Regions from separate parts of the Mus musculus genome. Here region 1 is linked to region 2. The links are chromatin contacts, called in public HiChIP or PLAC-seq maps. All regions are on one chromosome and are shown on one strand. The core of a region is the stretch at or near the end of the contact, and the rest is flanking DNA. Distances in the headings are between cores, read along the strand shown. Region 1 overlaps Utrn (utrophin). Region 2 has its middle 17 kb from the start of Fbxo30.

Region 1 (6,759 bases), core at 1,761-4,260, 1.2 Mb before region 2:
GAATCCTTGTCTGTTTTGTAGGCAGAATAAAATCTCAGTGACCACCAGTGATTTTCTTTCTTTCTTTCTTTTATTTAATTTAATTTTTTTTTACTTATTCACTTGACATCCTGTTCACTTCCCCCTCCTGGTTACTCCCTCTCCTACAGTGTTTCCCCTATCCCCCTTCCCCAACAAAACAGTGATTTTCTAATCAGAATTGCCCTCACTGAGACCCCTCAGCCCTCAGGGTGGTCCTCCTGCCTCTCTCCTCCTCCTTCCTCACCTCATGCTCTGCAGAAAGTTGCCTTTTGAGATTCTGGAAGATGTTTCCTACCTTTTTTTTCTTGAACTTTATATATATATATATATATATATATATATATATATATTTTCTCTCATTCCCCCCTCCCATGCGCGCGCTCTCTCTCTCTCTCTTTCTCTCTCTCTCTCTCTCTCTCTCTCTCTCTCTCTCTCTCTCTCTCTCTCTCTCTCTCTCTCATTCACCATACTACCTTTAGCCTATCCTCATTGAAAGCTGTAGTTTTCTCATCTGCTGGGCAATCAGCTGAGTAGCCCCTACTAACTTGTCAACCTTATAATTTGCTAGATGAGCATAATTAGAAGTCTTAACCAGCTGAGTGCACTTGATATTCTTGTGATCTTGTCCATAATGAACTGTTACCATCTGCCACCTCCCAGACTAGAAGTGGACAGGGTCCCCTTAGCCACTGACAGACCATTTTAAAGAGATTAATTTGATCTTAATTATTTAATCAGAATACTTGGGAGTGGAAATAAGATATTCCCCATTATTTTAATCAGAAATACCTTTTGATTATGAAGAGAGGGGAGGGGCTGTAAAGAGAGAGAAATAAAGATACTGGAAGTGTGAGCATCCATAGGGAGGCACAACCCATCACTTTTGCCAGAATCCCAAGGAATGTGACCTTTTGCTTACTCCACTCAGATAAAACAGAAGTATTTAGGGAGACATGAGTGTGCGCTGGAGTCATATTGAACTACCTTTAAAAGACACGCATGCATGCACATCTTTCAATGGATGTAATTTGTAACAAGATTTAAAACAAACTTAAAAGTGAAGTTTACAAGTAAAATAATAGTCAATTTACTTGTTTCTCTTACCTTACAGGATTTCCTTTGGTAAAGGAAATTGCAAAGTGGTTTTAGGATGCACACTGATAGGTTTGGGCATTAGATCGAACATTAGAAACATCCCAGGTTTCCCCTGCATAACCATTGTTCATTTATTGACTTATCCTTATTAAACATCCTCCTTGGAGAGGTCTCTTGTAGAGCCTACATTATCTCTGTAGTCAACTTTGGTTTTATCAGTTTTTAAATTCCTTGAGTCTCAACTATGCAAGCAGGAAAGGCCAATCAGATTCCAGAGTGAATCTTCTTTTATGTCCCATGTCCCCTTAATCTAACCCTGTCCCATGTGACTCAGAAACACCAAAAGAGAGTGAGTAAATTTTTCTTTTTTTTTTTCTGTTGAACTCCAGTGGTCTAATCAGCCAGGATTATGCGGACAATCACTGGAGGATTCCAGAGCTCCAGATTAGAACTAGACGCTTCACTGAGGACCGACTGTGTGATGTGTGTGTGTGTGTGTGTTTTGTAGTTATAAACTCAGCTTCTAACAAATAAGAGTGAGCAGCATCTAGGATAATATATCGTACTGCTAGAATTTCTAATCTTTTCTTACGGAGAGTTGTATAGCAGTGAAATCCTACTTACAATCTTTTTCTTTGTCATTGTTAACATTAACCTTTCATGTATTGATAAAGTATAAAAGACTGCAAATAAATGCAAAAAGGACCCCACATAGTACACGTCAAATATTTGGAATGACCATAGGTTAAATGACTTTTGAAGGTTTATAATTTGAATATGTAGCTTGACATGGGGTTGGCAAGGAGGGGAAAAATGAAGTGGGCATTTAAAAATGGAGTTTAGTATTGCTTTTAAAAAGTACAGCTAAAGTATTTACTGCAAGTCAGTGACAGACTGGGCCCCTGTCTGGGTTCTCAACCCACATGGAAAGGAAATAAATGTTCGTGACATAAACGTTTAGAATCAGTAGTAACGAGAAGTAGAAGCCGGGCCAGTACCAAAACTAAGAAAAAAATATGATAAGGTTAGGAAATCGTCCTTACCAACCTTAAGGTTAACGTTGACCTTAATCATCCTTAAGACCAGGATGACTCCAGTAAATGACAACATCACTATTTTATATAAGAATTATGTTTAAAATAAATATTTTCACAAGCACACACAGGGGAAATGTCTACCTCTCGTAAACACTGAAGAGTAGAGTGTTTTCCTAGAATGAGAGAAGAGGATTCCATGGAGTTTCCTCTTGGAAAGACAGGGGTGAAGTAAGTATTCATGCTGCGTGCCCGTGCTTGAGCAACCTGCATGCACATGAAGGAAGTGCTTCTGCTTCGGAAGTCTGGGCCTGGCTCCTAGCCTCCGTCTGCTTTCCTCCCTCTAGTCTTCGCTCCCACTGTACAGAAGAGCCTGTGACAGATGCAGGACAATCCACGAGCACACACGGAGAGATATAAAGACTGCTGAGTTTTCTCTCCTCTTCTCCGTGCAGCCCAGACTGGCCTCAAACTTAAAGGGCAGAGGTTACAGGCATGTGACACCAACTTTACCCCTCTCGGTCTTCTAAAAATCTGTCGCACATTATAGACTGTACTATTTAAAATAACAGAATAAAAATAGAAAACACACAAGATATCCATAAAGTATGGTAGGACGTAGAATATACTGTCAAATGAACCCAAGAATGTAAATATAATTCTTCCTTCAAATTCTGGGCAGTTGGATCCCCAGGCCTGAACAGGGGAGGGTGGAGAGTTTGGGATGAATATATCCATACAGGTGCACACAGACACTGGGTGGGAAGGCCAGTGACAAGGAAAGAGCTCTTCTGGCATCAGAAGTGCAGGCAAATGGGTTTGGCTTTGTCCTCCTATTTCCCCTCTCAGCTCCTGTTCCTGTTTTCAAATGCAAATTAGAGTGCTCTCTTATCACTGGGCTCCCAGGTCTCCTAGACTGAGTAGCTGTGTTGTACATGGGATTGATACATCAACGCAGTGGAAGGCAAATGTGTCTTTAGCTTCAAGACCAGCGCATCACTGTGTTCCATTAAGCTAGGCATGCTCTACTGACAGATGCTGGGACCACTGGGGCAGTGTGGGCATCTCTCCAGGAATCTCCAGCTTGATGGGCCAAGTCACTATGCTGGAGTGTGGGTCTCTGATAGCAGCTTCTAGAGAGTATCGGTTTGAATCAGCTCTCAGCAGGGTTTCTCAGACAATACCATGCTATAGAAAGACTGGCTAGGATGCGTCTCCACCCGGGGCTTCAGAATTTACCATAGAAGCTTTTCATACTTGAAAAAAACATTCATCCTTTGGTTTTCAAATGAGAAGGTTTTGTTTTTAAAGAATGCATCCTTTAAGAACTTTATTCTTTTCCCTGTAAATCTTTTCTGCCTCTTCGAGTTTACTTTCTTTCCTTTTTCTTCTTCTCTTTCTTCTTTGTCCCCTCAAATTGCCCTAACTTGAACTTTTATGTATTGCTTCATTTTATATGCCTCACAAACGTGGACAACTTTGGGTTTGTTTTGTTTGTTATCCTCTCGTTGGCTTTGAACAGCTTCTAAGGCTTGCTGCAGCGGGACACAGTGGTGTTCTGACTACAGAGTGCTTAGTGGGCACAGGTCCTCTGTGGTAAACAGATGGGGAGTTTAGTGTCGAGCTTTGCTCCTCTATTGGCGAGCTGCTTGAGAGGGGATTATATGATAAACCAACGAAAGGACTGTACAAAGAGAAGAACTTCCACTGGGCGAAAATGTGGCAGCCAATATGGGATGTTTCATCCCAGGATGAGAAAGCTCTGTGTGCCCCTCTGTGGACTGATATTTAGTGGTTGGTTTAGAAACAGTTTGTATTTCATCCAAGGGAAACCACTGTGAGTAAGCTGTCTTGCCTCGAACATGAACAGGCAGTCTGTCTGTCTGTCTGTCTGTCTGTCTGTCTGTCTCTCTGCCTCTGTCTCTCTGTCTGTCTCTCACTGTCTCTCTCTTCCTCCCTCCCTCCTCCCCTCCCTCCCACAGACATTGAAACACAAATGCTTAAAATACATTCTTCGCAAAGCCCAGTAACTTATTAACCAGCACAGGTGTAGCCCTCATAAAAGCTACTCCACTTCTCCTGAGGCTGCTAGGAATGAAATTTTCATCTCACACATAACATTTTACATTTGTGTAAAATATAAAATATAGGTGTTATATTTAGCATTTTACAGATGTCTCGAAGGCATAAGTATTTAGAGGAGCTTGCCTTTTAATGACACTGTTTCCCCCTCTCTGGAGTCTGGCTGCCTTATGTGTTGGTTAAACTTATTGGCCCTTCTCTCTAGACTTCCTGGCTTAGGATCCTAAATTGGCTTTCACTTATTATTAGTGTGTGTGTGTGTTAGTGTGTGTGTGCATGTGTGAGTACGTGTGCATGTGGTGTGGGTAGGTGTGTGCATGTATGGTTTTAGAGATGTGTGTGTGTGTGCACGCTCGTACTGGTGAGGCTCAGTCTGGTATAGTCAGAGTACCCACTATTTTGGTGCTTTCCCGTCTCACCCTGGACTCTCCTACCCAGTAGTCCCTTGAGACTGGGTTCTTCGTAGGCCATTTGGTCACAGTCTGAGTATCAGTGTTTAAAATTTTCTGGAAAATTAAACAAACATACAGTCTGTGTTCTTTAAATTGTCTTTTGAATCACACTTAGATGAGGACAGAGAGGCAGGCTTTTTATAAGGATGGATATTAAGGTTTAAGAACGCTGGCTTCCGTTCATTTTATGATGTCGTTTATACTTAAAGATGGGATATTATTCCAGATAAAGACTTAGGATGAGTCATCTTAAAACATTTGGGGGGCTCCAGCCATGGGAGACTACAGCCCTGTGGCCATTCCGTTTCAAGCATTTGGAGTAGTATTCTGCACATTATGAGACCTTTAGCATTTTATCATGAAGGAAGCTTTGTGTTCAGTGCGCTTGTCTAACTACAGGCTTATATCGGGACTCTATCCATATTCAGTATAGGCTGAGCTGTGGTGTTTGCTAGGTCAGATCTAATAAATGTGCTTTTGATTTCTGAGATTCCCCTCAGCTTAGGATGGGCGTATCCACAACACTACCTTAAGTCCCGAAACATCTGTATACGTGTCTGCCTTAGACAACCCTGCCTTTTGCCATATCTGTGTGGGTTTGGTCTGCCTCTCTGTTTCTGGGGACAGTCAAGAAGGTACACTTAAGCCAGCTAGAATAAAGAGGGGGTCCTCAAGTGTGGGGGTGAGAGTCCCAGACATTCCTATACTTGGGTTGTCCCGCTTTGGGAGTCACTCTCTGTGTCCAAATGTGTCCTTTTGTCTTTGCTTTGTTGGATTCAGTGTTTCTGTGCCTGAGCTTTGTTCCAACCTGACTTTGGTTTCTCTGTGCAACTTTTCTTCATTGCTGGGCTGTCGCTTTTCTTGCTAGCCTTACATTGTGTGTTTCCTTTCCATTGGAAAGGCTTAGTTTATTTCTTAAACTCAGACTCCTGGCTCTGTTACATGTCAAGGATGGTCCTTGTAATCTTGCAGACTTCCTGGTGAAGTGTGGATAAACATTCAGTTTCCATATGTCTAGTCTTCGGAAAATGTCCTTTGTTAAATATGAACAGGCAAGCAAATTTACAGATGATGAAGTCTCTAAGATGTCATATGCCTTGAATTTGTTCTTTAAAGAAACATGGTAAATTAATCTTTTTTTAAATAACTTACAGCTAATCTTTGCTAATTATGCTTCTAATTTCACTTGAGAACAATGAAATAAAAAACTGTCTTTGGATTTTCACAGAAGTAAATTTATGGTAAAGGAAAAATGTTTTCTTTCTTGAGTTATTTTGCTACATCTCAAGCCTTACACGTGTTAAAGTATTAAAATTCAGAAGTTTCCATGAACGTTAAACCACTTACTAATCTGCGCAACCATTTTCTTTTCCTTTTGAGTATCCATTTAGATGTAACTATGCCTTACTGGTAAACGCATATAGATACCATTGTAACTCAGCCTTTTTAATCTATACACTAGTAACCCTTTTAACAGTGAGATTCATACTTGGATTTGAAGAATACCTGTATAACTGAGTAGACACCCAGGTTAGACCTTCTCGTTTTTATCAACAGAGTTGACTCCTGAGGAGAGAGCCCAGAAGATCGCCAAAGCCATGCGCAAGCAGTCTTCTGAAGTCCGAGAGAAGTGGGAAAATCTAAATGCTGTCACTAGCAACTGGCAAAAGCAAGTAGGGAAGGCGTTAGAGAAACTCCGAGACCTGCAGGGAGCTATGGACGACCTGGACGCAGACATGAAGGAGGTGGAGGCTGTGCGGAATGGCTGGAAGCCCGTGGGAGACCTGCTTATAGACTCCCTGCAGGATCACATCGAGAAAACCCTGGTCAGCACCACTGCCTTTGACAAAGAATATTTAAGAAATGTATTCTTGTTGTTGCAGAGAACACATATAAGGAGACCCACATATAAGGGATTCTTATAAGCTGGTACCACTTCAGCTCCCCACCTAAATCAGGAATTATGGCAGATGTTTTCCATATATAACCCCCTCAAAAAAACAAGACCCCACCAAGATGGCTTTATGATAATTTAGTTTGTTTAAACATTTTAAAAATTCCATTCAAGTATCCCT
Region 2 (6,728 bases), core at 1,943-4,442:
TCTATTAAGTTATTTAAGAAGCACTCAAACTTAATGAAAATTTCATTCAAAACCAGTTAAATTGTTTAGTGTTTAAAATCATTGTCTTGTAAGCCCAATGACTTGAGTGACCCATCCAGCAGGTCCAGTTATTCGAGGATCTCAAGGGGACCTCCTCCTAATAATCAAATGGGGGGTAGAGAGAGACGAGGGTCTTGTACGAGTAACAACACGGAAACCGTTCTGAAGTTGTATCAAGACCCCAATGTATTGAGAAAGGTCCAAGGCTTAAATGCACAAGAAAAAGGGGAAGTACAGACACTTATCAGTGGGAGGGGTGGGGCAATACAAGCAAAAGGAGAAGTACTTATGGGAGGGGGGGCAATAGAAATTCTTTCTTTTGGCAGCTACACGGGGAAGCAGGAACTTGGTAGTATCAGGGTGTGGTCAGGACATCGGTGATGACCTAGGGCTGGAACATCCCATGGTTGTTCTCGGAATTCATGTGTCGGTGGCCCGCTTTTGACCCCTTTTTCTTCTGGGGGGTGGGGGGAGAGGCCCAATTTAGAGATCAAGAGTTGTCTTAATAGCTCCCAACACTTGAGTTAGACCCTGGAAACCACATAATGGTAGAAGGAGAGAATAAACTTCTAAAAGTTGTCTCTGACCGTGGCATGTATACAAATACATGTCATACATGCATAGTAATAAATAAAATGAAATACAATTTTGGGTGGGAGAGATAATTCAGTAGTTAAGAGCACTTGCTGCTCTTCCAGAGGACCTGAGTTTAATTCTCAGCACTAATGCCAGGCTGATTCTAACTTCATGTCATTCCAGCTTTAGGGAATCTGACACACTTTTCTGGTCTCCTTGGGCACCTAATACAAATGGTGCCTGTGCATCCAGCCCCATACACACATAAAAATAATCTTTTAAAAAATAAGGAGGAATAGAGACAATTCTCCCAATTAAAAGAACAAAACTGTTACATTTGTTAATTGATAGTTTACAATATTTAATTTTCAGAGATTTTTGTATAGCCAAATTTTCATTAGAAACTTACAATTGAATCAACAATAATTCTCAGAGTCCCAATTAATCCATTTCTATTGACATAGATCCCTATGAACTCTCAATTCAAAGTAGTAATTACCTTTACTGATTCATTATTTCTCCAACAAGGGTATAGAATATGGAGTATCTATTTACAGGCAGGGAACCCTTCACTCTCCTACTGAGTAGTCCATTCAGGAGATGTTGATTGAGTGACTACTACAATAATCCAGACAATGGCTTGATCCTTTTATAAGGAATAGGCTAGCATTAAATAAAACTAGCTTACTTCTGGATTATATCTTTATTCTCTCTCATACATCTCAATCACAAATAAGAAGGTAAAAACATTAGGAATATTTACATAACTGCTAATCTCTTCCTATCTTTGATTTAATAAGGATATACGGCCCAAGGCAAATTATCTCAATATAAATAATAGACTTCTCATGTGAATTGAGATAATTTAGTCACAAAACTACCAACAGACATAAAAATGTATTGGGAATAGTAAACTAATTTCCATTCCTAAGTGGAATCAATAAATTATTAGTAAGAAAATATAGTAGTTATACTATTTATATGCATGTTGTCTTGACGTAGCAATCAGTAAGGAAAGTATCTTTCCATAAAATAGCTTAAATTATTGACTTATGAATAAACTAATAGTAATATCCCTAGATTAATATAAATAATCCTCAAATTCAAGTTCATTTTGATGTACAATCAATACTATAGAGCTTTAGATTAATGAATGATTTATTTAAAAATAAAAACATAGGTCCTAGGCATTTCTTTTGGGATTTACTGGCCATTGGCCTACTGGACATAGGCTTCTCAAAAGTAAGCTATAATAAATTAAAATGAGCGCATGTTTATATGTGTCCACTAGGATATTTTCTTTGATAAGTATCTCTTCAAATCATCTGTATAACATGGACTGGATTGTTCTTGAGTTTCTGGTTTTTATGAGTTTTTTTGTCATTGAGTATGAGGCTTTCTATCTCCAGGGTTGTCTCCTTTGGTGATTTCTTTATTGTTTCTATTTCCATTTTTAGATCCTGGATGGTTTTGTTCAGTTCTTTCACCTGTTTAATTGTGTTTTCCTATAATTCTTTAAGGGATTTTTGTGTTTCCTCGTGAAGGGCTTCTACCTGTCTACCTGTGTTCTTCTGTATTTGTGTAAGGGAGCTATTTATGTCCTTCTTAAAGTCCTTTGTCATTGTCATGAGATGTGATTTTTAAATCCAGATCTTGCTTTTGCAGTGTGTTGGGGTATACAGGAGTAGGAGAATTGGGTTCTGATGATGCCAAGTAACCTTGGTTTCTGTTGCTTTTCTTGTGGTTGTCTCTCACCATCTGGCTATCTCTAGTGCTACCTGCCCTTGCTGTCTCTGACTGGAGCCTGTCCTTCCTGTGATCCTGGTTGTGTCAGAACTCCTCAGAGTCCAGCTGTCTCTGTAATCCTGTGATTCTAGGATCCTGTGATTCTAAGATCCTGGGTGTGTCAGGGCTCCTGGGAGTCTAAGCTGCCCCTGAGATCCTGAAATCCTAGTTGACCAAGCGCCTGAGATTCTGTTGTGTCAGAGCTCCTGGGTGCCAATCTTTCTCTGGGTGTTGGAGGAATGGGTCGGTGAGCCAGAGCCCTGGGTTTGCAACAGGCACAGGTAGGTGTAAGTTGTGTAGGGGTTTGTGTTTCCCTGGTTAAGGTGTGCTAATGAGGGCCGGACAGTCAATGACGAGCACCCAGATCTCGGAACCATACCAATCTAAGACAGAGGTACATGTCAAAAGGCTGTGGCTGTTGATAGCACACCACAGAGCCATGTTTTGTGTGAAATATTACAAAAACTAGCTGCATGTAACCTCCAAGATGGAATTGGATGGTTCAGGAAGATCTAAGATTTCCTAAGACAGACGCATCCGCCAGCCACCATAACTCCCAGGCAGGACTATAGAGCATAAATAAATTTTATGCCTCAGCCCAGTTTTTTTTTTTAATATTAATAACAGGGAGGAAATTGTAACCTCCCTCCAGCCTGAAGCAGGCTGAACCAGACCTTGACCTTGCTGCCACTAAGGAGATTACCTAGGGTGGAGCCTTCTTCCCTAGATCACTCTATTGTTTAGCCACCACAGCTGTTCCTCTTCAAGATACTGCTTCCTGCTGGGAGGCCTCTGAGCTATTCTGGAGACTATACCCTAAGTCACTTGCAGCTGGTTCCAGGCTCCAAGGATGAATTGGCGGGAATGGGCCTCCCCCACTTTATAAGCACATTTGCCATTAAACATTTGAACTTTGATCAGTAATCTTGACTTAGCTCCATTTTTCTCTCCACCGCCTAGTTTCCCCTGTCTTTTTAGTCCCAGCTTACCTCCCAGGTGTACCCCGTTTCTTGTGAGCCGCAGGCTGGCCTCCAACACCTGGTTCCTGTGAGGGTCCCAGTCACTCTGGGTATTGGGAAATATGTTGTGGCCTCAACTGTGATCTTGAGTGTGTCAGAGCTCGAGTGATCTTGGGTGTGTCTGATCTCCTGGAAGTGGAGCTTCCTCTGTGATCCTGTGTGTGTCAGAGCACCTAGGAGTCAGGCTCCCTCTGGGTGTTGGAGGAGTGGGTGCAGAGCCCCAGGTCTGATCTGGGTTCAGGTTCAAACTGGAAGAACAAGGCTTTCTTACTGAGACACATTCATCAAAGTCCACTCTGGGAAACCAATACATTGATTGGGCTTACAAACAAAGGACAGGTAAGGGGTTACCTGCAGGCATGAGTCTTCTCCCATGAAAGACCACACAGGAAAATTTTTACATAGCAGGGACCCTGGCTTTCTCATAGTTACATATATGGATACCACCACCCAACATTCCCTGGACTACATACTCTAACCTCTCCCTGAGGCCACATTCAATTAAGGAAGAATTACGTACAACAAGTAGTATGGAATGGCTGGATATTATTGTGAGGGTTCTATGATCCTTCCTGCCTCTCCTCCTATGAGGAAATGTCAGCAGTCAAAAAGTGCTGTTAGGATATTGGGCAAAATTGGACTCTTAAAGAATGCTGTTTGGCCTGGAGGGATGATCATGTGCAAAACCAGGAACAATGGATTTCTGGCAGTAACTTACTTAGATATGCATGAAACAATTTTATCATCATATTGTAGCAAACTAAATTTGTTACATTAATTATTAGTTCCTCTTGAAAGTGGTTAACTATTTCAAAATTCAGTGTATTATGTCACCTTGTTCACTGATACTGATATGTACATGAAAAATAGCTTCTTTTGATGGAGTTTGGGTGTTTGCTACATCTACTCCAGTAGTGGCTCAAGTGAATGGCCTAGAAACCTGGAGGCAGTCCTGAGGCGAAGAAGAGTTTCACAGAAACTTAGCCTCCTGAAACCTTGGCATTCTCATAGCACATATATTCCAAGCCTGTCCCCACGTTAGTCTGGTGTATGGATCTGTGTGCTCTCAGTATTGTTTTATTATAAGTGCCTTTAAGGATTGATTTTGACATATAGCTAAGTTAGATTAAGCCTCCACCAATGTTCCAATGTCCCAGGAAGTCCTTGAGCCGACCCTGAGCTTGGAATGCAGTAAGAATGTTACCTATTCAGTAACATTCAAATTTACCCTAGTAGAGACAGTGAAAATAATCAGGCATTACAAAGAACAGAGCTAGAAAAGCTCAGGGCTAGTCTACATAGTAATTACTTAGAACAATAGCCGAGTCACACCTATACACAATGGCCTAGGAAATAGGTGGGTTGTGGTTTCATGAAAAGGTTAGTAGAACAGAATTCCCCTGGTGCAGGTTTTTCACTAGGCCCACAGGAATAGCATAACCAGGTATTTACTAAAGGACCCCTGGTGGTGGGTTTAACAATAGACTAGCAATGCATCAGAGCATTCACCTGGCTGATCTTAATTAAGGGTTGTTCCTATTCTCAGTTGTAAACATGGCCTGGCTCCTGCTATCTTTTTATGTATGCATTTTCTTTGTTTTGTGTAAAGAACCAGTGTACCTTGGCAGATGTATTCGCCTAGCTTTCTTGTTTTTCTTCTGTATTATAAGACTGATGCTCGCTTTGAGAAAATACATCCAGATACATACTCTTTCTATGTCAGTGTCTGTCACCCATCAGTGCCAACTCCTTGCTTGCCTGTAACCGGAAAACCGGGTTTTCCTGTGGATCGAGGACCTGACTGAGGTCCATCTGCAGCAGGTGTTCCTGTGTATTTTGGGAAATATTTTTCTGTTGATACAGACATTCAGGTACATTGCCTTGTAATTTTTATATCAACTGAAATTATTGATAGTTTTTTAATATGGAAATATTGAGTGTTTTTTGGCCATTATATTTTAAGGATGGAAATTCTTTCACTCATTTCTACAAGGGAGTAGAGTAGTTTCCTGGAAGTGTATCACACTTTGCATTTCACATAGTATCCTATCCCTAGCACTTCTCTACAAGAATCATATAATTATTTCCTTAGTTGGCAAAGTAGCTAGTTGCTAACCAGTGAGTACATTCTTAACTTCTGTGTCATTTAAATATGCCATTAAGCTTGTCTGATGACTAGCTTTCTGCTGTCCTATGCATCATCCTGTGGAATTCACATCCCTGTGATGTGATATGAAATATATTCTATGGAGTATAGCAACTTCTATGAAATATGAAATATGTTACCCTTTTTCTTCTGATGCTAGTTTAAATAGAATTATTTGAGACTGGTTTGTTTTTATTTTTATGGCTACCATAAATTGTGTTAGCCAACAGATTACCCACATTTCAGTGTCACAGAGAAAAATTACAATACAAACTGTGATGTGATCTTGCAGTTTCCATTTAGCTCATTTCTACGTTTAGTTTTTACCATGTGTTTTGTTTCTCTGCTTTTTTACGAGGTAATCTGTAGTTAATGTCCGTTGGTGATTTTCTGGTAGCTTGTTGGTATGTTTTATAAATCCCTTTAATTATCTTAAATGTCTCTTTCAATCAGATGTTAATAAATACATACTTTAATTAGTCAATGTGGTGATTTAAATATGCTTGGCCCAGGGAATGGCACTATTAGGAGGTGTGGCCTTGTTGGAGTAGGTGTGGCTTTGTTGGAGGAAGAATGTCACTGTGGGGATAGGCTTTGAAACCCTCCTCCTACCTGACTAGAGATAGTCATCTCCTGTTTGCCATTGGAAAAAAAGATATAGAACTCTTAGCTTCTCTAGTGCTATGCCTTCCTGGACACTGCCATGCTTCCCACCAAGATGATAATGGACTGAATCTCAGAATCAGTAAGCCAGTTCCAATTGAATGTCCTTTATAAGAGTTGCCTTGGTCATGGTGTCTCTTTACAGCAATGGAAACACTAAGATAGTCAATTAGCAAAATGTTCAATTCACTGTGTATAGACTTTAACTGTTGTCATTTCTGCTTTGAAAAGACACTGAACCAAAACAGTATTATGGAGAATTAGTTACTGGTTGTTCTTTCAACCACTTCTTTCTTTATTCTGAAGAAGGAAATTTCTTTTTATGGAGCCTGTTCCTTTATCAATGTATTGTCTATCTCTGAAAAACATGAAGTACTGCAGGGATGAGGAACCAAATCAAGCTGTTCTGATCACTGCCCTGGAGGGATTGCTTGAGTTGTTCCTTGATGTGACAAGGGCCTAGTACAGGGCAGTCCTCC

What was found. HiChIP or PLAC-seq counts read pairs in DNA pulled down with a chosen protein or histone mark.
Region 1: a contact with region 2 is called in an H3K27ac HiChIP or PLAC-seq map of embryonic stem cells, with 4 times the contacts expected there. The contact joins two enhancer-like sites. A contact is called at or near these places in 4 of 39 promoter capture datasets (the 3T3-L1 cell line, the C10 cell line, hippocampal neurons and 1 more) and 1 of 115 datasets of contacts at active chromatin or transcription factors (embryonic stem cells).

What each region holds. Positions count from the first base shown.
Region 1 is chr10:12,486,137-12,492,895 of GRCm38.p6, reverse strand. It overlaps Utrn (utrophin), which reads left to right. Exons shown (of 74, transcript NM_011682.4): 54 at 6,242-6,510. Among named protein-coding and RNA genes, the nearest start is that of Gm25139, 120 kb to the right of the region's middle. Within about 2 kb of position 3,010, at least 24 of the 459 cell types and tissues checked have an H3K27ac peak or open chromatin away from gene starts, as enhancers often do. A contact at or near this core is called in embryonic stem cells, where this site is marked.
Region 2 is chr10:11,260,480-11,267,207 of GRCm38.p6, reverse strand. No RefSeq gene overlaps it. Among named protein-coding and RNA genes, the nearest start is that of Fbxo30, 17 kb to the left of the region's middle. Within about 2 kb of position 3,192, at least 6 of the 459 cell types and tissues checked have an H3K27ac peak or open chromatin away from gene starts, as enhancers often do. A contact at or near this core is called in embryonic stem cells, where this site is marked.